Linked DNA regions of Mus musculus: regions 1, 2, 3 and 5 are each linked to region 4. A link is a contact called in public Hi-C, HiChIP or PLAC-seq, Micro-C and promoter capture Hi-C data. All regions are on one chromosome and are shown on one strand. The core of a region is the stretch at or near the end of the contact, and the rest is flanking DNA. Distances in the headings are between cores, read along the strand shown. Region 1 has its middle 30 kb from the start of Gm30395. Region 2 overlaps Gm30751 (a long non-coding RNA gene). Region 3 overlaps Tcerg1l (transcription elongation regulator 1-like). Region 4 holds the start of Tcerg1l (transcription elongation regulator 1-like). Region 5 overlaps Tcerg1l (transcription elongation regulator 1-like).

Region 1 (3,548 bases), core at 341-2,840, 240 kb after region 4:
GTCGCTGTGTCCCTTCACTTGCTCACTGTGGGAGGTTTGTCTATTAAAAAAGAGAAAGGACATATTCCTGAAAGGAAAATCTGCAGTGTGCCTCTGATAGCCTTCAGGATTCATGGCAGGACACACAAACAATTAAAAATTTATAAAAATGGATATGTATGTAGGACTTTTGGGCTAAGTCTTGTGTTGGAATCTAACATTCAGAAATCCACAGAGTAGCTCTCGTTCCTTGGAGAATCACAAGCTAGTTCAGATTCTCATAGTTTGTGCAAGCCATGAAGTCATTCCCAGGATATGACAAAACTCCATAGGCATTTCTCAAACCATCTATGAAAATTCTGTTTCAGTGGTGGCTTCAGGCTCACCACTGATATCCTGAGGAGCTTTCTGAATAGCCGAAGTCTCAGTTTTTCTTCTATGTCTGGGCCTGTTCTCCGAGAGTGCCCAGACAGACAGGTGAAACCACGGACAGCATAGTGCCTGTAAACCAGCTCCGGAAACAGTCTTGTCTTTGATATCACTGGGAACAGGCTGGTTTGAAGGACAGAGTTAATGCTACTTTACTATGCTTAAGTGAAGGGTGGGAGAAGTCACTGCCATCTTGCTGTGAGCAACTTTGATCATGTCCTGTAGGAGTCCTCTACTTCCTGAGACAGTGCTCCTGGAAGCACCTCCCCACTGTGACTAGGCATCTCTGAATGCAGTAATCTCAGAATATAATATCCTCTAGACCTCCATGGGGCTCATGTCTTATCCTCTGACCTCCCCCTTGGTAGCTGGCAACACAAAGAAGACTCACGATCTTATAAATATCAAATTAATTTCCCTGTATCCACTTATCATAGAACTTTTGATTTAGAGGTATCATTTCCTGAGTCTCTGGGCACTTCCTTTTGCTCCATGTTTTAGTGTCTCAAGGTCAATTCACATATAATTCACACTACAACACAGCAATTAACACAGAGAAAACAATCTTTCTTAAAATAGGTTCTTATTTCACTCTCTACCAGATGCACAGAACTGTTTACGAGACTGGTAGGGAACAAATTCAGCAGGAACTACACTGTATTAACAGATGGCCTTTGACCCACATGGTTCATAACTAGCCACCCTATCATTTAGGAGCTATAATGGAAACTCAGGGTGCTTCCAGTGATCTTAGGGACCTGGGCATGCTGGGAACTTTGGGACATCCATTAGAACAGAGACGCATCATCAACCAGGGTGAACAGATTTGATGGGCATTTTTTTTTTAACGACAGAGATTTTTATACAGATTCCTGATTAGCATAAAACTCCAATTCTCATTCTTCATTGTTCTGCAGCCAAATGAAACGAGCAAGACTTTGTGGGTGTTCCTGGAAGCATGCTCTGAGTGCTCCCTTCATCATTCAGAATCCTCCCTGACTCCTGACAAACAGATCCCAGAACCATCCAGAACTTGCCTGTGGCACAAGGCAGCAGTGGAGGATTATGGTCCACTGCAGGATTCAAGATTGCCTCTTCAGGGATGCCCTAGACAGATCCACAGTGCTGTGCTGCTCAAACAAGAGATTTGCTGAGAACATTTGCAATTCAATACTCTTCCTTGAGTCTTCACTGTGACACCAGATTCTTTTTGTGCTCAGTCAGGACACAAAGGGCCAGCTGGAGGGCTTCCAAAGGCATTTGGTTGGAAAGCAGACAAAGCCATTGTTATAAATTCCTTGCACTCAGACAGCTCAACAGGTGAAATCCATGTTTCTCCCAACATCTTCCCCAAAATTCACTCCCTGTCAGTTTCAATCTGGTGTCTTAAAAATAAGAATGAGAATGTGTCGTGTGTGTGTGTGTGTGTGTGTGTGTGTGTGTTCCAACAGACTTGATAAAAGACACCATTTTATATTCTGTATAGTGAATAATGGCTTCAGGCCAGCTGCAGGATCCTCCCAGGACAACCCAAAAAGATGATGGCAGTTCCATCAGGGCATCCTCCCAGTCTGCACAGAGTGACTTGCTGTGAACATGAAGAAGGAGGCTGTCTAACCCCTTCCTCCCACACCAGTGTCTCTAGCTTGTTCTGAGTTGATAGCCCCAGAACTTGCTTCAGGCATCAGAAATCAGAGATGTGGAGGATGGATCGATTCATTAAATCACTCTCAAGTCCCTGGCCCTACAGGCAAGAAGCACATCGTCCTGGGGCAGAACACCATGATTGGGAAATAGGAGTTTCTGAGAAGAGGGTTTCTCAGCATGTAAAGTGATAGAATGGTAGACACGGATGGAATTTGACCCCCAAAGGCAAGGGATACAGCACTAACACATACCTTTGATTTTGTTCAGGGAGCTCAGGCTAACTCGAGGCTGTCTTGAATCTTTGAAAAGGGATTGGATCAGGAGAAGGGGAAGGGAGACAGATGGCAGCCTCGGCTGAATTTGGAGTCACCTGGCTCTGGACCAGACTGATTGCTTCAGAAACTTCGGGGTAGGTCCTGCGCAGTGGTGCTTTCTAAGTGTCTAGGTAAGTCTGTCTTCAACTATTCTGAGAGACAGTAGAGGTGGGCTTGGATTTAAGGGTCAGCCAACTGAGAATTAGGCTGCTTGAATCATGGGTAGGACACCTACGAGGCAAAATACCTCAGCCTGAGAGTGAAAGGGAAGCCAAGTGGGACTGGTTGGACATGATGGAGATTCGATGTCATTTTGGCCTAAGTGATAGTTGGGTTTCAGACCCAGGACAAATGGCCAATGTACATATTTTACATACCAAAGTAGATCTGACATCCAGGTTCTCCTAGCATCCTTCAGTCTCTACCTGGCACACCCCACCTCTACCCCCAATCTTTCCAGCCCAGGGGCTGAGCTGCCCTTCCTTGACAGGCTCTTACTTATGTAATCCAGATATTTTGGTTTTCTCTCTCTCTCTCTCTCTCTCTCTCTCTCTCTCTCTCTCTCTCTCTCTCTCTCTCTCTCTCTCTCTCTCTTCCCTTGCCTCCATTTCCTTTCTCATGGCAATTTCCCTGACCTCCATGGGGCCAGTGAACTAATCTGCCCTAGAACAGCTTCCCAATAAGCCTGCACTTATATATGTTTTAATCTGGATTGAACTGGTTCATTTTACTGGCAGAGAAATAACTTCTCAGTGATGCTCATGTTGTGTTACTATAACAGCATATCAGAGACTGGGTAACTAAAGTACTGGGTACTAAAGTTCACTTGGCTCATAGTGGTGTGGTGCCCAGAACCTGATGAGAGGTCTTTGCTGCGTTATAATAATATTATGGTGGGAAGGCAGAGGGAACTGGCTATTCACAGAGTGGACCCATTTGTAGGTAGTCATACTTTCTAGAGATCTGTGCCCATGCATACACAATCATTCCTGAGACCCAACCTTCTCTGAGCATCCGTCTATGCAGGAAGGTCAGGACTCCAGGATACTATAACTTCCCTCTAGGCTAACCTGTGATAGTCTCTACTCCTTGAGCCCTACCCCAGCCTTAGAAAATAAACCTCCAGGATATACTCACCCCACAGTGCTCAGATATTGGGTCAGACATGAATTCTTAGTA
Region 2 (3,787 bases), core at 288-2,787, 200 kb before region 4:
TCTAAGTGAGGCAGTCGCTTTCCCATCTGAATAACTGAGGTGAGAAATTTGCTTATTTTTCACCTGATTAAGAAAACAGGCAAAGAAAACTGCGTCGGACTTGGGATTGGTTGGATGGCTTGGTGGTGCCTCTTGCTGCATCCTTTAATCCAGCCTAAAAAGGTCCCCAACAGGCATCCTGCACCCCATCAGTCACCTTTGATGTCCATCCTTTGCGGGAGAGAGATCTCCATCAGGCCTCATGTCACCCTTCAGCCTTCCCTCCAGTGTGAAGCATGTCTGCATGAGAACTTGTGCCAAACAGCCCCCAGCGTTCTTTGACCCTGTGCTTGGAAGTTTCCTGCATCAGTTGGTCCCAAGGATTCTTGTAATACAGGGTCAGGGTGCCACAGACCACCAATCTTAGGAAAAAGTCAGAAAACATCTTTGGACATCATGCAGGTTGGCTCTTTTAGCAGGCAGTGTGTTCCCAGAAAGACCTCTTCTGACACACATGGGACCATAGAGGGATCCCCGGTCAGACAGCTGCACCCTCAAGGTGCTTGGCAGCTTAGGACCTGGCTCTTCAGCCATCTTGGCTCTCTGCACCAGCTGTGGGCAAGGTTATGACATCTAGGCCCTAGGGTGATGGCAACAATGGAAGGAATCCTGCAGGAAGTCACCCACATGACTACTCCCAGATTAAGGCTCCCAATGCTTCATATTCAGAGCTGTGACAATATTCTTCCAGAGATGTCATCTTCAGGAGACCTGCCGTCTCAAGTGACACTGTCCTGACATGTTTCAGAGGTTTTGATCTCTTTTCCTCACCCTTCCATAAGATGCCTGACCTCTCAAATTTAATTGAGAGAAATCAGTTTTGGATCAACCAGTGGGTCAGGTGAACTAGTGGTTTTCTGAGTCAGACTTCATCGGAACGAGTCCCTCTGTCCTGTCCGAGACTCATTGTTCTCTGAGTTTTATTTCTGATATAGGTCAGTCAGCCTGACCGTCACCTTTTGGTAAACACATTTTCTTCTCTTGGGTTTGGCGCTATTATTAGCTTCCTAGGTCAAGAAGAGAATGTGCTCCAAAGGAACTGGAGATGAGAGTAACAGGGCAAGAGACCAACCATCCTTTACAATACTGCAGAGGGCTGCCTTGTCTGACCTCAGTGGGAAAGGATGTGCCTAATCCTGTAGAGACTTGATACCCCAGGGTAGGAGGAGGGAGGGTAACATTTGGATATAAATAGATTAATTAATTAATTAACTAACTAATTAATTAATTAATTAAAAATTACTGCAGTCTGGTGAGGGATAGGACTTGCTATTCCTGACAAGAGATGATTAGGGCACTGGTGCTTTTGAGTCCTTGAAATTCAATGTCCATGTCATACACCCGCTCTCCTTTTGTCCCCAGCCATTTCTCCACTTTTCATTTAAGGAATCCGCAGTGTCTGCGAATGCAGCCCCAGCTCATTTTGTAACCCAGCAACCCAGGAAATCAGACCAGGCCTGATTTTAGCTCTTAGAAATGTGTTGCTGTGTGCTGTGTTGAAAGTAATCACAGAACCTGTTCCTGATCATCATGAGCTGAGAAACTTCAGCTCTGAACCATGCTGCGTCCTCCCAACCACCCCAGTGATAAAAAAGACTGTTGTAACGTCTAAAGCCTTCTCCACTGTTCTAAGTCAGGCGTGGCTTGCTCACCTTCTCACTGTGTCGGTGACCCCTGTTTTGCCTTTAACACACATCACAGCTCAGAGATCTGAGTTTGTTTCTTGTAGGCTCCTTGTGGATAACATTTCTGGGAACAATTTCATTTGGCTCACATAACCTCTCAGAGCTGGGGTGGCTGTGGCAGAGCCAGGCTCCCTTGGGATCAAGCCCACCAGGATGCCTAGTGAACTGTTAGTAAGTTAAAGACCATTTTTCTGGGTATCTGCTGTTCTATGGTCTTTATTGTTACAGAGGGATGGGGTTTTTTCCCCTGCAGGGTATGTGAAAGTGTTATTTAAATGGTGCATTGAAATGGAATTTATTGTGTTTGCCAGAGTCCCATCCAAAGGCTGGGGCTGTATGTATAATGTGGACTATGGATTCTTTCCCAAGTCATTCCTTACGGCTCTAGTTGCACCCAGACTAGGAGCAATGAAAGGTTTTTACAAGGAATTCATGGATTTCTGCATTAGGCATACTTACAGTTGTTTCTATCATTACTCCTCACTGAAATATAAATTCACTGTTTGTAAATTTAACACCATTCTCTACATAGTTACGGCATTAAAGTTTTTATTAGCTCCAAGCACTTAGGGACTTCCTAGAATCCCCACTGTCTCTTACCATCGCATATACCTTTAAGGACAAGGAGTAGAACCTTCCACCTACTTGCTCCTGAAGAGGGGTCTTGGACCTCTGCTCATTACCCCTCTAAAGCACGACTGGTCCATGGAGCATAGAGAAAGGGGCATGACTATCCTCCACTGTGGGAGCTGGCTGGCTCCTGCTTTACAGGGACTGATGCCGGATTCTTGAAGGCATTCAGGGATACCCTCCAAAGGTGAGATGGTAGTATCTGTGCCTCCAGCTCACAAGCACATGGACTCTGGGCTGTGCCTTGAAGGTTTTCATTTTAAGTCTCTTTAGGGTAATGGGGGTTCCTGGCAAATCCAGCTCCTTTGATTTCTTTTCCACAGTAAAGAAAATATGGTATCCCGAGGATTTGTCAGGCACTTGCTTGTGATTGACACCGCACTTTTTCAAAGCACTGCGTTTTATGGGAACTGTCAGCTCCTGCCTCGGAAGGAGACTTTTTATGCTTTGTGGCACTCTGTGTCATTTCCGTCAGTGCAGGGACCACGCTTATTGAGGGCTTATTAGTTCCAAGTGCCTGATTCACTGGCTGCGTTTTGAATATGATGTCTGCAAGTTTTTAACTTTTCTACTTCTATCTCCAGCTGGGAATTCCTCACAAGACAGACAGTGAAAGAATCAGGCTGCCGGGAAGCAGCCTTCCTGGTGCATCTCAGCATTTTCTCAGCTGTAAGCAGTCAGTAGAGACGAACCACATTCACAGCGCAGGGAGCCCAGAGTGAGCCCTGCTTCTGGGAAGGTCCACCTCATAGACGGGTGGGATTTCTGCTTAGATTCTCTCCCCCAGGACTTTATTTTTAATTGGTTTGTTGTGTATGTGCAAATGTGTGTGTGTATGTGTTTGTGTGTGTGTGTGCAGGTGCATTTCTGTGGAGACCAAGCCCTAACCCTAACCCTTACCCTTACCCTAACCCTAACCCTAACCCTAACCCTAACCCTAACCCTAACCCTAACCCTAACCTTGGATGTTGCTCTCTAAGAGCAGCCATCTTTGGTATTTTGAGACAGGGTCTCTTAATGGGACCTGAGAATTGCTGATTAGGATGCTTTGCCAGACCAGCAAGTCCCAGGGAACAGCCAGTGCCTGCTTCCCCAGATATGGGATTACAAGTGCGTGCCACCATGCCTAGGCTTTGGGATCCAACTCAGGTCCCCATGCTTGCAGGGTCAGGTAGGCTGAGTTCTCTGCTCGGTCTCTTGCCTCCTGTGACTTTAGGTAGCGTGACTATGAAGTCTGAATCAGTAAATTCTTGCCCAAACCAAGTGCAGAGCAGGGTGGGTCCCTATTGCGCCTGACCAGTGCACCTGCTTTAGCTCTGTGCATGACCAAGACAGGGAGTCTTGTCTGGAGCACTACTTCCTGAAGTCACCTAGAAAGCAACAGGGATATTTCCCGACTGAAAGAGATGGGAAGAAAGGACAGATCTGCCCAG
Region 3 (3,548 bases), core at 813-3,312, 150 kb after region 4:
GCTCTGGGTACCAGGAGACCGATATGGAGAGGCTAGCACTTCAGCAGCCAGCTGGCAGAGAGGCAGGTGGTGCTCGTACAGCTTGGGGAGGGCTGATCCTGAGGGTGGAACAGTGGTTGGTTTTTCTCTTATTTACTCATTAGGCCCATCTGAAGGGATGGTGATGTCTGGAGGCACAGGGGCTGGGGCTGGCCTCTGTGACGTCAACAGTCAGGTATCTTTTCTAATGTGCATCTCATTAGAGAGGAATATGCATCAAATAAAGCAAATTCATGCAACGAATGTAGGTGTCTAAGAGAAATCCAGTCAGTTTTCAGATGGGCTGGCTTGAGCGCCTCAGCTGCCTGCTGCCTTCCAGAGCACCGAGGCTGACCCTTCAGCTGTGTTAATGTGATGTTTCTTTCAGCTGAAAGCAGTGATGGTTCCAGCTCAGATGATGGCAGTGAGGACCAAAGTGTGAAAACCAAGAGGAACAGGTAGGTGGCACTGTTCTCTCCCACTGTGTCTTCCCTTGATGCTTTGGTGCTGTGAAGAGAAAGTACTTTGACTGCATTGAATCTGAGCAAAAAAAAAAATAGTTTAACTGGGAAGCATATAGCTTCATTATCTCTTGGCACCTGTTCTGCTGAAGTTCAGGGTCACATGCTCAGCTTCCAGAGCCATGTGGAAGTGGCCATGTGGCCCACTGCTCAGGGCAGACCTGTGCTTTGTAAGATACTAAATCAAGGCAGGCAGTTCTGGCTGGACATTGCATCTCTGGGTCTTGCTTGCAACCAATTCAACCCGTGTCTAAGAAGTTCGTTCCTCTGCAAGTAAAACTCTGGACCTGTCTGCAGAATCGCATATGACACTTAGTGACACGGAGGAATCTATCAAGTTTGCTTGTCATTGCCTGGCTGCAAGGGTGGGATGAAAACTTGTCCTTTCTCTTCTAATGGTCTCTCACAAGGCCACTGGTTTGTCTTCTGTATACCTAACATCTTATATAGGGGGCTACTCTAAACAATATAGGCATCTTGAGTCCTCAGAACAGGACAGATGGGAGGAAGGATGGAGCGATAGGCACCTTTGTGGACTGAGAACAGTGGGGTTGAGTCTGGAGTGCCAAGCAGTACTTCGAAGGCTATGGACCAAAAAGTTAAAGGTGTTGGTCAGGCATGTTGGCAACATTTCCTCCTCAAAAATTGTCCTTAGAAGACGCAGACATTTGGCATAACAAAGGATAAGATCTTGCTTCCATTTTCACTTCTTTGCTCCTTCATCCTGAGATATTTCAGTAAACAAAGGAATGGTGTGGGAAATAGATGCTGGGCCAGCATTCCCAGAGAGCTGAAACTTAGAGTGGATTCCTCTTTCTAATGAACGCACCAGTTAGATCGGAGGGAGAACAAGGGGAGTTCAGAACCAAGAGGAAACCCACAGGGCTTTACAGAAGTATGCACTAAATTTTAAGCAAACAAAACCATTATGCAGGTAAAAGTCCGAACACTGTTTTTCTCATCCCTGGGCTTCTACATGCTGTATCCCAGTCTGGGGTGGCGCTGGATGTGTGAAGGGTGAGCTTCCATGAAGCAGAGATAGGTCTCTGTGTGACCCTGGGACCAAACCTGTCATCCAAATCTTGGAGTCCTCTGTTTTCTGACTGCCTCAACTCTTGCCCTTAAAAGGCCACTTGTACTTTGTAGGAGGGTCCAAGAATACCCACTTGGCCACAGGAGATTTTTATGCAGGGCCTTTGATGGTTCAAGACTTCTAGGAATTGGGAGGAAGGGCAGCTTTTGGGCTACTATGCTCACACCATGGTTGTCAGCCAAGCTGTTCCAGCTGGTCTGTGTACCCATACCCTACATTTGAAACACAAGACAAGCTCCCCGTGGTGCAGGGGACATGGACTGGCCTCGGATTCTGAGCAGTTGGCATTTAAATAACATCAACACATTAATTCTGGTTTTAATCATCTGAATGACTTCCAGAATGAAAGACTGACTTTGAAGCAAGCACAGATGTTTCCTGTGGAGCTGCTCCAATGTCTGCAGTTGTGCACATGTCTATCCACTGCAGCTAGGGGAGGGGCTGGTGCCTGTCACATGCTGGTGAGCCTTCAGGCCCACCAGGTCCTCACCAGGGCTGCCTTGGTGAGACTGTGTCTGCCTAACAAACTCAGGCAGGAAAATGTTCTGTAGCCATGAAGCAGCCAGACTGAGAACCTAGCATATTCTAGGAAGCTCTGGAAACCATTCATTTCTGAGCTGGTGTATAGAAAGAGGCTGGGTCTCTCCTGTGTTTGCAGAAGGTGGGTTTGCTCTGTACAAGCAAAGGCAAGCGTTCCTTGATGTGCAGAGGGTAGGCCACCCACCCTGTGTTCACAGAAGTTGAGTCTTCCCCTGTATGTGCAGAGGGTGGGCCTGCCGTGTGTGTTGAAAGAGGATCTGGTTCGTTTGTCTGCCTGTGCCTTGTAGAAGGCAGCCCTGTTGTGTCTGCAGCCCCACCGTGGTGCAGTTTCTTACTACACAGTTTTCTGCAGTGCCCATGACACTTCATGCCCCACTGCATTTTACAAGTGGCACCTCAGAGATCTTGGCACTATATGCATTTGATATTACAGAATATAATCTTGACCTGCCCCTTTAGTATAAATAACATTTTTTTCTACTTTCAAGAGCACTGAAAACCCTCTTGCAAGGGGTAACTGCTGGCCCAATGTGTCATGATATATAGAAACAGGGGCTAAATGATGATGGTGGTGATTCTAGATTCTTCTCCACCCCTGCATTTTTGATGAGCTCTGGCACAGCTGATACCCACTTGGGGCATTCAAACACAGATGGAATTAAATTGATTGTGCCGATAATGTAGGCGCAAATGATACTTCTCCTAAAATTCCCTTGGAGGAGAAATATGTCACAATGACAAGCTTTCAAAACACAAAAGTATTTTAAACTACCTGGTGAGTGCCATTTCCGAAAGCTTGTTATTTACTATTTAGTAGAATGTGTTCCTGATGCAAACTCATCCATCTTCCCCAGGACCAGAAAATTGACTTACTGCTGTGTGTCCTCTTCACGTATGGTGCTTGGCAGCCCTGCCACTTCCTACCTTCTGAGGAGTGGGTCTTTTTACCGTTTGGACCTGCTTTGAGAGTGCTATCTATTTTAGGGAGTTGAGACTTGACTTCAAATTCAAATGGAATCACTTGAGGGAACTCAGCAAAAAGATGTCATCTAGTTTAGAAATCAAAATGGAAGTAACCATGAAACATTATAGGGAAGTTGTCATTGGCATAAATGGCAGCTTACCCCATCCTGAGAAGCCAGGTTTTGTCAGGCAGGAATAGCAGTCCCCACTGAATAGATGAACTTTGTCCTTTAGTTACCATTAGCACTGTGGCTTTGATATAGTTTTGATATTTCCATCACACTGGTATAGATTTCTTCCACTAGGTTGACTAAATGACAGGTCATGTTGCCTCTAACATTTTGGGGTGCAGTTAGTGGCTTTGGATGTACAAAGCTGACTGTCTCCTGCCATAAAAGTGTCAGATCAAGTAG
Region 4 (3,876 bases), core at 1,041-3,540:
GAATCCTCTTAAATAACCAGGAAGCCCAGGTGCCCAAGAGGAGAACTCACATCCTCCAGGGTATAAAGTTGTTCCTGGATTATATGGGGGCTGAGGCAAAGGCTGGGGAGTCGATGAAATGAGAACCTGAAGGAGGATTTAAACTCCCTTGAGCCTCCTCATAGCAATTAACTAGTGGGAGCTGTTTTTTTTTTTTTTCCTTTTTTCTGTTACTCAGACTCCAGCACAGAGCATGATGTAGAAAAGTGACTCCAATATTGAGATCCTTGGATAGTGTTGAGCCTCTGACAGTTGACAGAAAAAGAGGAGTGTGACCATTGGAGGCTCTTTGAGCCTGCTCTCTCTTTTGAGTCAGGAAGTGCCCAAGGTGTCAAGGCCTTTGAACACCAGCCCAGACAGGAACTTAACCTTTAGCCAAGTTGCCTAGCAGAGGCCTTGAGTGAGAACCGGTGTAGAAGCCCCCCAGGATGGTAAGTACCCACAGATTTGGGGTGACTCCCTTCCTTCACTCCAGGAGCTAGAGGTGCTGCAGGCCTAAAACTTTGCTTTGCTGAGAGTACACACAACCCAGACAAGGCCACTGGGAATCTTCTATGCCCCCAGGTCACACCATGAAGGAATGAATGGACCCTGTTCTACTTCTCTAAGAATACAGCTTTGCACGCGCAAGCTCTCGAGGGGGGATGGGGGGAATTAGTCTACCTAGCAACTGGCACAACATCCCAGTTTGAGTGGGAGCCTAGAGAGCAAGATGGCCACATAACATCACCTGTGTACATACAGAAGTGCAGCCTCCAGTGGATGATACCACTGCTCCAATCTGCGAAGCTTTGGGGCTTTACATGGGAAATAATCTTGTCAGTACTTTGGCATCCAAGAAAGGGAAAACCTCACAAATTGTAAGTGGTTTGGGTGGAGAGAAGTAGCGATGTGCCAGCTATGTAAATCAGCATATGTTGAGACAAAAAGAAATTGTGACAGGTCAGGAGGAAGTTAGAAAGGTAGGCAAACCAGGAAAACGAGGAAGCAACCCTACCTAGAAACTGATTGGAGCCAAGTGGGTGCTTCTATTTCTACCAGGAGGGGCTGCGAACGGGGTGAAGGGTGGTGAGTATGTGCCTGACCTAGGTGTGTCTTTGGATGTAGCTGTGCGGACTGCACTTTCCCGCCGTCAGGCAGGCTTCATTGGCAAGCTCCTGCTTGGTACCAGAAGTTGGATGCCTAGGGTTTCAGGTTCTTTAGCACGTGACAGTCTGTGCCCTGCCGCCGGCACAAACTGTCTAGGACTGGACTGGGGCTGGAAGCCGTTACCAGTTGATGTCAGAGGATCTGATGGAGAAGACCTGGCATTGGACCAGTCTACCCAGTGTTCTGCGCAAGCTAGGTCAGCACAGGGGCTGGGACCAGCGCCGCCTGGCGGAAACTGCTTGTGATCAGAGCGAAGCCTGGCTCCGCCGGCTTAGAGAAAGGAAGCTCCGCGTGGAACGAGTGGAGCAAGAGATTCTTTGACCCAGACACTTCTTGCGGCACAGCAGCTTATGGCGAGGCATGAAGGAACTCAGTCCTGTGCCCGGAGGGATTAAAAACAAGTTCACCGAGGCCAAGCCCTCTAGAAGAAGTCACTTGTGTTGTGCCTTGCATCAGAGAGAGGGTAGAGGTTGGGAGTCTGTGGGTTAAAGCAGAGGCAAAGGAGGGCGCTGAAGCCAGCAGATAGCCAGAAAGGACTTTAGACCCAGTACTAAAAATTCGGGTTTCCTGGCACAGTGAACCTCTAGAGACTTGGGAAAATATTTTGCATATTTATCCAAGAGAGAAATCGACCCATGCCTAGAAGGGTCCGGGACTCAGCTGGCGTCAACGTCTGCAGTCTAGTATTCCCTCTGGGCCCTGGGCCCTAGACTCACTTTAAATCAGGTAGATCACGCCGGGGCCGCCAGCTCCGCGAGTGGCGGGACCTGCCCGGTTCCAGCGCAGCCACCTCGGCTTCAGCTTGCCATTAGGATCGCAAGCGGGGTCTGGAGCCCCTGGACCCTCCGTGCGCACCGTCAGCTAGAGCAATTGGCCACCAGTAGCGACAACGGAGTGGGCTAGGGATCACAGTAGAAAAAAAATCAGCCGGCTGGGTTGGGAGCACCCCATCGTGCCGCGCTGTGTCCCCGCCTCGGGGGTCCGGATCTGTGGGCGGGGACTGGGGCCCCGCCAGGCCCGGGGCTGGCGCGGGCAGGAGGAGGGGCTCCAGAGCGGGCCAGGGGCGGAGCGAGCGGCCGCGTCGCGCAACCAAGTGAGTTCGCTCCGAAGCCCGCGCCGCCGCCGGCCCGCACCTCGGGCGCCCGCCGCCCCCGCCGCCGCCCGCGCGGGGGTGTAGGATGCTGGCGGGCGCCAGGCTCCAGCGGCGGCGGCGGCAGCTACAGCAGCCCCAGCAGCCCCGGTGGCGGCAGCCTCTCCCGTGGCCGATGAATGCAGACCCACCGCCACCGCCCTGGGTTTGGATGGTCCCCGGCACCGCCGGGCTGCTCCGGCTTGGCGCCGGGGTCGCGCCCCCGCCGGTGCTGTTGGCCTCGGCGCAGCCTGCCTCCGCCCCGTTGCTCCCGCGGCTGCCGGGCTGGCCAGCCCCGGGAGAGCCCCTGCTGCCCCTGCTGCCGCTGTCCTCTGCGCCAGACCACGCCGCCGTGCACCATTATCCCCTGCTCCACGGACAGGTAACGGCTCCAGCCCTGATCCCACCCAGGCTCGGTATTGCGGGTCCCTTCCTATCCTGGGGCTGCCCTGACCCTCGGGTTGGCTCTTCTCCGTTCCTGGGTTGTCCTGGGTTCTCCATACCATCAGGACGCAGCCGCGCATTCATACATTGGCAAGAAAGTTCATGCTTCGACGTCCGGTTTTGCTTTGGCAGTCTTTTTTTTTTTCCCCAATATTTTCCCCTGGCTCTCATTAGACCGCCCTAGATCCCGCATCCCTGGCTGAAGCCAAACAGCCTGGACCCAACTTTCCCCGGCGCCGGGCGCTGTCCAGAACGCGGTCCTGAAGTCGCTGCCTCCAAGCAGAGCGCTGCAGCCAACAACCGTGGCTGCCATCGCCTCGAAGTTAATACTTTTACAGTCTCCACCAGACTTGAAAGCAAGCTGCAGATCAATAGCTATTTCTGATTCTGATCTGGTCCCCCTACTCCTTCACATAGATTCAGGGCAGTGCTTAAGAGAATTCCAGCCACGGAAGGCAGCCTGGAAATCCTGCCATGAAAGCGTCTTGTGTGGGGAATTCCTCTCCTGCCCTCTGAATTCCCTCAAGCCAGATCCTACTTTAGAAGAGTTTGGCATGCAGAGACTGGAACAGCAAAGAAAAGTGACTGCACCTTTGATTGATGGTGTCGTGGTGCAACCTTTCTCCTGGCTTCGGCCAAATTCCTCGTTCACTATCTGTGCGAGTGAGTTTGAATGCAGGAATAGCTTGCATTTCACGCCGAAACGGATACCATTAGCACATTCAAATGAGCATTTTGTCACAATATACCTTTTCATTATTTTAGCCCGGTACCACCTTGTGACTTTTTTTTACAAGACGTCATGAAACTCCCCGTAAGCTATTCCTTAGACTTAACGATGCAGATACATGCTGTACTGGGCATCCTATCTTGATGTGTGATACACATAGTAGTCAGCTTTATTGGATAAGCTCTGCTAGCTTTTGCCATGTTTAGGAGGGTTGCCATTTCAGAGTGTTACCACTAGAGGTACATAATGTCAAGAAATCCCCCAAAAACACCCTGTATAAATAATTTTTTTAAAAAAAATTTCAGAAAAAAAATCTTAGCATTAGTCTTTTGAATATTGCTGCTATTCACTATCCAAATAAGGATAGGGAGAATCAGAAAGCTAT
Region 5 (3,824 bases), core at 1,312-3,811, 190 kb after region 4:
TCTGGCGTGGCCTGGCCCAGGGATAAGGTGCTGGATATCCTTGTGTTTTTATGATCTCATCTGAATGGAAGCAATCATACTGACCTCAGTAAGTGACAGAAGAGACAGCACATGGCCCTGCCATATGGCCCTTACTCCTTGACAAGCATAGGGCACCCTTGCCACTTATTGATAAGATGCTAGTGACAAGCCTGAAGTCCCACAGTATGTCATGAAGACAGAGGGGGATATAGATTGAACTGAGCAAGCTGAAGAAAAACCTCACATAGAACTCACAAATATACACCCATTACACAAATTATATACACACCACATGTCAAACACATCCCTCATCATATACACACACCATACCCCACAGCACACATGCATGCACGCACACACACATACACACACCACCACCACCACATACATCACATACTCATACAGCCCTCAACAAACATATATATATATCACTTATTTCTCATTACACACACATACCATAAACCCCATTATATATGCATCACATATACATCTCAACACACACACACACATATAACACAGACACACATACCATAACCCCACAACACACATATATACACACATCTCATTCCATCATGCACCCTCCATATTACATATACCACCCACACAATCTACCACACATACATAGATCTATCACACACACCCCACCACATACACATTACATATTCACAAATCCCACAACAAACATATACACACACCATACATACCATCACCTATTCTTCCTTACACATATACTCTATTATATACACACATCACACATACATCCCCACCACACACACACCACAGACCATGAATGAGAGAAATCAAATAGGCTTAAACACATCCCTATTTAATATTAGATTTCCTCTTCACCTATGCTGTAGGTAAATGTTACTGCATGTTTAAGGGATACAATGTGACTTACAGGAAACACGCAGACACTAAAATGCTTACTTCAGTGGAACATATTAAAATATTATAAAAACATCCTTGGCATGTATTACTTTCATAATTACAAAGCTGTTTATAATCTTCAATGTAGACAGATCTGCCCTTAGAAGTTTCTTCTCTCCTCCCTCACTATCACCTTGCCCTCCCAATATGTAGACAGCTCAATCTTGGGGTAAGATGGAGTTAGCTCAGGCTCCTTAGGGTGTTTTCAGCAGTAGCTACTCCAGTCTCTAGTACTCTTGGTTATTGTTCAAGCTGCCCCTGGTGATCTGTCTCAGGTCCCTCATGAGAACAGTATCCATGGACCAGTCTCATAGCCTAGTGCACATACCTCTCTGCTTGGATGTGGTCACCTAGGGATGCACAGTGAATGCTGGTGCCATCTTTGTTCATCAGGGCATGGCCACAGGTGAATGCCTGTCACTTCAGTGACTTCTTGTGCTCCCTGGAGCCAGCAGAAAGCCAGATCCACCCCTCTACGTGGCTGAGGCACACTGGGCTGTCATTTTTCCTCCTTTTCCTTGCCTGTCAACCTTGAAGAGGCCTTAACAGAAGTGCAATGCTAGCTGTAGCTGCAACAACCAGAGGAAGAAGCAGGGCTGGGGAGATGGAGGAGGAGGGACAGAAGTGAAGACAAGGGAAACCTGAGGAAGAAGCGTTCCTTTCAGAGGACCCATCAAGGAAATGCCCCTGTAGGCAGAGCAAGCAGCTGGCAGCTGGATGCAGAAAGAAAGGGGACGATGGGGAACCAAATCCTAGGGCCACCCTTTTAACAACCATGTCTCTCTATGCTTGTCTTTTGTCCATAAAAGGCTGTAAGCTGCAATAATTTAACACGGTAATTGGCTGTGTGGAGGAAATGTAAACTTCTTTATAAAGATAATGAGCAAGAACGGCAAGGGTTTCCTGAGCAAAGAGTGATTTCCTATGCACACTGAGTCTCAGAGCCAACCATCCTCCACAATGGGGACTCTAGGTGACAAGCATAGCAAAGCTGTGTCTGGGAGGAAGGCTGATTGGCTAGTGCCAGATCCTGGGCTCTTGGCCACTCCATAGCTGACATTCCTGGAAGCTCTGTGTGGGATCTGGGCAGGTTGGGACCACTGCTTCTAAAGGTTCTGACACTGCTCCAAAGACCTGGCACTATTATGACCCCTTAAGCTCCTAGGATTGATAGGACTGTCTCCACAATCAGGTAGTGGAGGGCTCTATGGTTTCCTCCAGAAGATCCCTGGTTTGGCAACAGGAGGTTTTCTGCAGGGAGAACCAAGAACTCCCTACCTGCCAGCCATGATTAGACTCTCAATGTCATCAGAGAGTAAAGAGCCAAGCTGACAGTGGTGTCTTTACCCAGTTCAGGAGGGTCTAATTAAATTCCATGTTAAGGGACCCAAAAGACTGCCTCAGAACTCTCTGGGTCTCTAGAGAACACTAGATTCCCAAAACAGCCAAGGGTTCCCAAGAAAGAGTGGGTACCAACTAGGGGAAGAAAAGAGGGAAGGCTTTCTTTGCTGCACAGCTCCAGTACATGTGGAGCCCTGTAGCAGGAGGAGGCTCAGTGAGAACAGATGCTTTGGTGGCAACAGCAGCATCAGAGATAGGCCTCCTCCGGAGACCAGAGATATGTAAGTGGAGTCAGGTTGCAGCCCTGCAGAACCCAGGCCCTCAAAGCCCATTGGCCTGTAGAGGTTCTGTCCCTGGGAGCTTGCTTGTCATGCTGAAGTAAAACAGGACTCATTCTCTGGGAAGAAGTCACAGAAATAACTGTCCTTATCTTTCAGGACCACATTTAAAGAGTTTGCAGAGAAACACGGCCGTGATCAGAGGTTTCGTCTTGTTCAGAAGCGAAAGGATCAGGAGCACTTTTTCAACCAGTTCATACTTATCCTAAAAAAACGGGACAAGGAAAACAGACTAAGGCTCCGGAAGATGAGATGAGTCCGTGCAAACACGGTATGACAGCAGGCAGCTGAGTGTGCGCTTGGAGGAACTTAGGTGGCAGTGGCCGGCTGCTCTGCCCATTCCAGGCAGCCAGGGGTGCAGGTGTTCTCAGAGAATTACTGTTTCATATTGAAGCTCCCTCTTTTGTACATTGTTCCCCGTTTGATGCATTTCTAATTGCCATGAGATGTCGAGTCTTTAAGTGTTTTAATTATGCAAATTACTTGTAATATACACAAATTACAAACCCACTGCAGGTCTGTGGCAAAGCAGCAGCAGGAAATGCGGATAATCGTCTCGAGGTGTTGCCTCCACTCCACAGGACTGTCTAGAACTTCTAGAGTTTTGTGAATCACCCCCCTTTTGTGCAGGCCTCCCGTGGTGTTCCTAGATCAAGGCCCCTTGTTTCCTGAGTAGTAGAAATGGGTTCCATTATTCATCACAGTGACAACCGGACATTTGACACCCTTGTGAATCGTGATCACTTGCAGGTGACTAAGAGTGACTGGCTTCTCTGAAGGTGTATCCCCACCAGGAGAAGGGAGCCATGCTGGCTGTCAGAGGTCCTTCTTAAGAAGAATTATTTTGTACAAAATCATCATATTACTATTTGAGTTATTTTTATTGTGTGCCCAGAGTTTGCATGAGATTTTTCTCATCATCTTTGTATAAAAATTTTACATTTTTTTTAACCAATAAATATTTTAAACCAGCATGTTTTCTGACTGAGGCATGCCTCACTGTCTTAGACAGCAAAAATGAATCAAATAAAGACTTCCAGTTTCAAAAGATGGCAGATGGAGGTAAGTGCATGCCATGCCATGTCAGGGTACTGGACCAGACTCTGACTCCCTATAGCAGCGGATCTATAGCCTAACTGGCCCCGACCTCGGAGATGATAAGCTTTCCAGTAAGGCTTTGGAGGGACTGGTGCC

What was found. Promoter capture Hi-C pulls out the DNA fragments that hold promoters and counts their contacts. Hi-C and Micro-C count contacts between places; a contact is called where the count stands out from the background. HiChIP or PLAC-seq counts read pairs in DNA pulled down with a chosen protein or histone mark.
Region 1: a Micro-C map of embryonic stem cells shows a contact between it and region 4, with 2.0 times the contacts expected there. The contact joins the enhancer-like site here to the promoter of Tcerg1l in region 4. A contact is called at or near these places in 5 of 39 promoter capture datasets (frontonasal cranial neural crest, hippocampal neurons, liver and 2 more), 1 of 484 Hi-C or Micro-C datasets (embryonic stem cells), 5 of 115 datasets of contacts at active chromatin or transcription factors (embryonic midbrain, embryonic stem cells and stem cell-derived neural progenitor cells) and 1 of 9 other capture datasets (embryonic stem cells).
Region 2: a Hi-C map of cortical neurons shows a contact between it and region 4, with 1.7 times the contacts expected there. The contact joins the enhancer-like site here to the promoter of Tcerg1l in region 4. A contact is called at or near these places in 2 of 39 promoter capture datasets (embryonic stem cells and liver), 1 of 484 Hi-C or Micro-C datasets (cortical neurons), 2 of 115 datasets of contacts at active chromatin or transcription factors (embryonic stem cells and forebrain) and 1 of 9 other capture datasets (adipose tissue).
Region 3: a promoter capture Hi-C map of second pharyngeal arch cranial neural crest shows a contact between it and region 4, with 2.1 times the contacts expected there. The contact joins the enhancer-like site here to the promoter of Tcerg1l in region 4. A contact is called at or near these places in 6 of 39 promoter capture datasets (the HPC-7 cell line, hippocampal neurons, liver and 2 more), 1 of 484 Hi-C or Micro-C datasets (nephron progenitors) and 2 of 115 datasets of contacts at active chromatin or transcription factors (VIP interneurons and embryonic forebrain).
Region 5: an H3K4me3 HiChIP or PLAC-seq map of neural tube shows a contact between it and region 4, with 3 times the contacts expected there. The contact joins the enhancer-like site here to the promoter of Tcerg1l in region 4. A contact is called at or near these places in 3 of 39 promoter capture datasets (embryonic stem cells and hippocampal neurons), 1 of 484 Hi-C or Micro-C datasets (cortical neurons) and 4 of 115 datasets of contacts at active chromatin or transcription factors (VIP interneurons, embryonic forebrain, embryonic midbrain and 1 more).

The regions. Positions count from the first base shown.
Region 1 is chr7:138,151,728-138,155,275 of GRCm38.p6, reverse strand. No RefSeq gene overlaps it. Among named protein-coding and RNA genes, the nearest start is that of Gm30395, 30 kb to the right of the region's middle. Within about 2 kb of position 1,590, at least 20 of the 459 cell types and tissues checked have an H3K27ac peak or open chromatin away from gene starts, as enhancers often do. A contact at or near this core is called in embryonic stem cells, stem cell-derived epiblast-like cells and stem cell-derived neural progenitor cells, where this site is marked.
Region 2 is chr7:138,593,026-138,596,812 of GRCm38.p6, reverse strand. The region is part of intron 1 of Gm30751 (a long non-coding RNA gene); the gene reads left to right. Among named protein-coding and RNA genes, the nearest start is that of Gm30751, 13 kb to the left of the region's middle. Within about 2 kb of position 1,537, at least 2 of the 459 cell types and tissues checked have an H3K27ac peak or open chromatin away from gene starts, as enhancers often do. A contact at or near this core is called in cortical neurons, where this site is marked.
Region 3 is chr7:138,245,300-138,248,847 of GRCm38.p6, reverse strand. Tcerg1l (transcription elongation regulator 1-like) reads left to right here. Exons shown (of 12, transcript NM_183289.3): 8 at 407-476. Among named protein-coding and RNA genes, the nearest start is that of Gm51503, 23 kb to the right of the region's middle. Within about 2 kb of position 2,062, at least 15 of the 459 cell types and tissues checked have an H3K27ac peak or open chromatin away from gene starts, as enhancers often do. A contact at or near this core is called in VIP interneurons and second pharyngeal arch cranial neural crest, where this site is marked.
Region 4 is chr7:138,396,144-138,400,019 of GRCm38.p6, reverse strand. It overlaps Tcerg1l (transcription elongation regulator 1-like), which reads left to right and starts at 2,290. Exons shown (of 12, transcript NM_183289.3): 1 at 2,290-2,699. The coding sequence starts at 2,367.
Region 5 is chr7:138,208,753-138,212,576 of GRCm38.p6, reverse strand. It overlaps Tcerg1l (transcription elongation regulator 1-like), which reads left to right. Exons shown (of 12, transcript NM_183289.3): 12 at 2,730-3,605. The coding sequence ends at 2,886. Among named protein-coding and RNA genes, the nearest start is that of Gm51503, 14 kb to the left of the region's middle. Within about 2 kb of position 2,561, at least 10 of the 459 cell types and tissues checked have an H3K27ac peak or open chromatin away from gene starts, as enhancers often do. A contact at or near this core is called in neural tube, where this site is marked.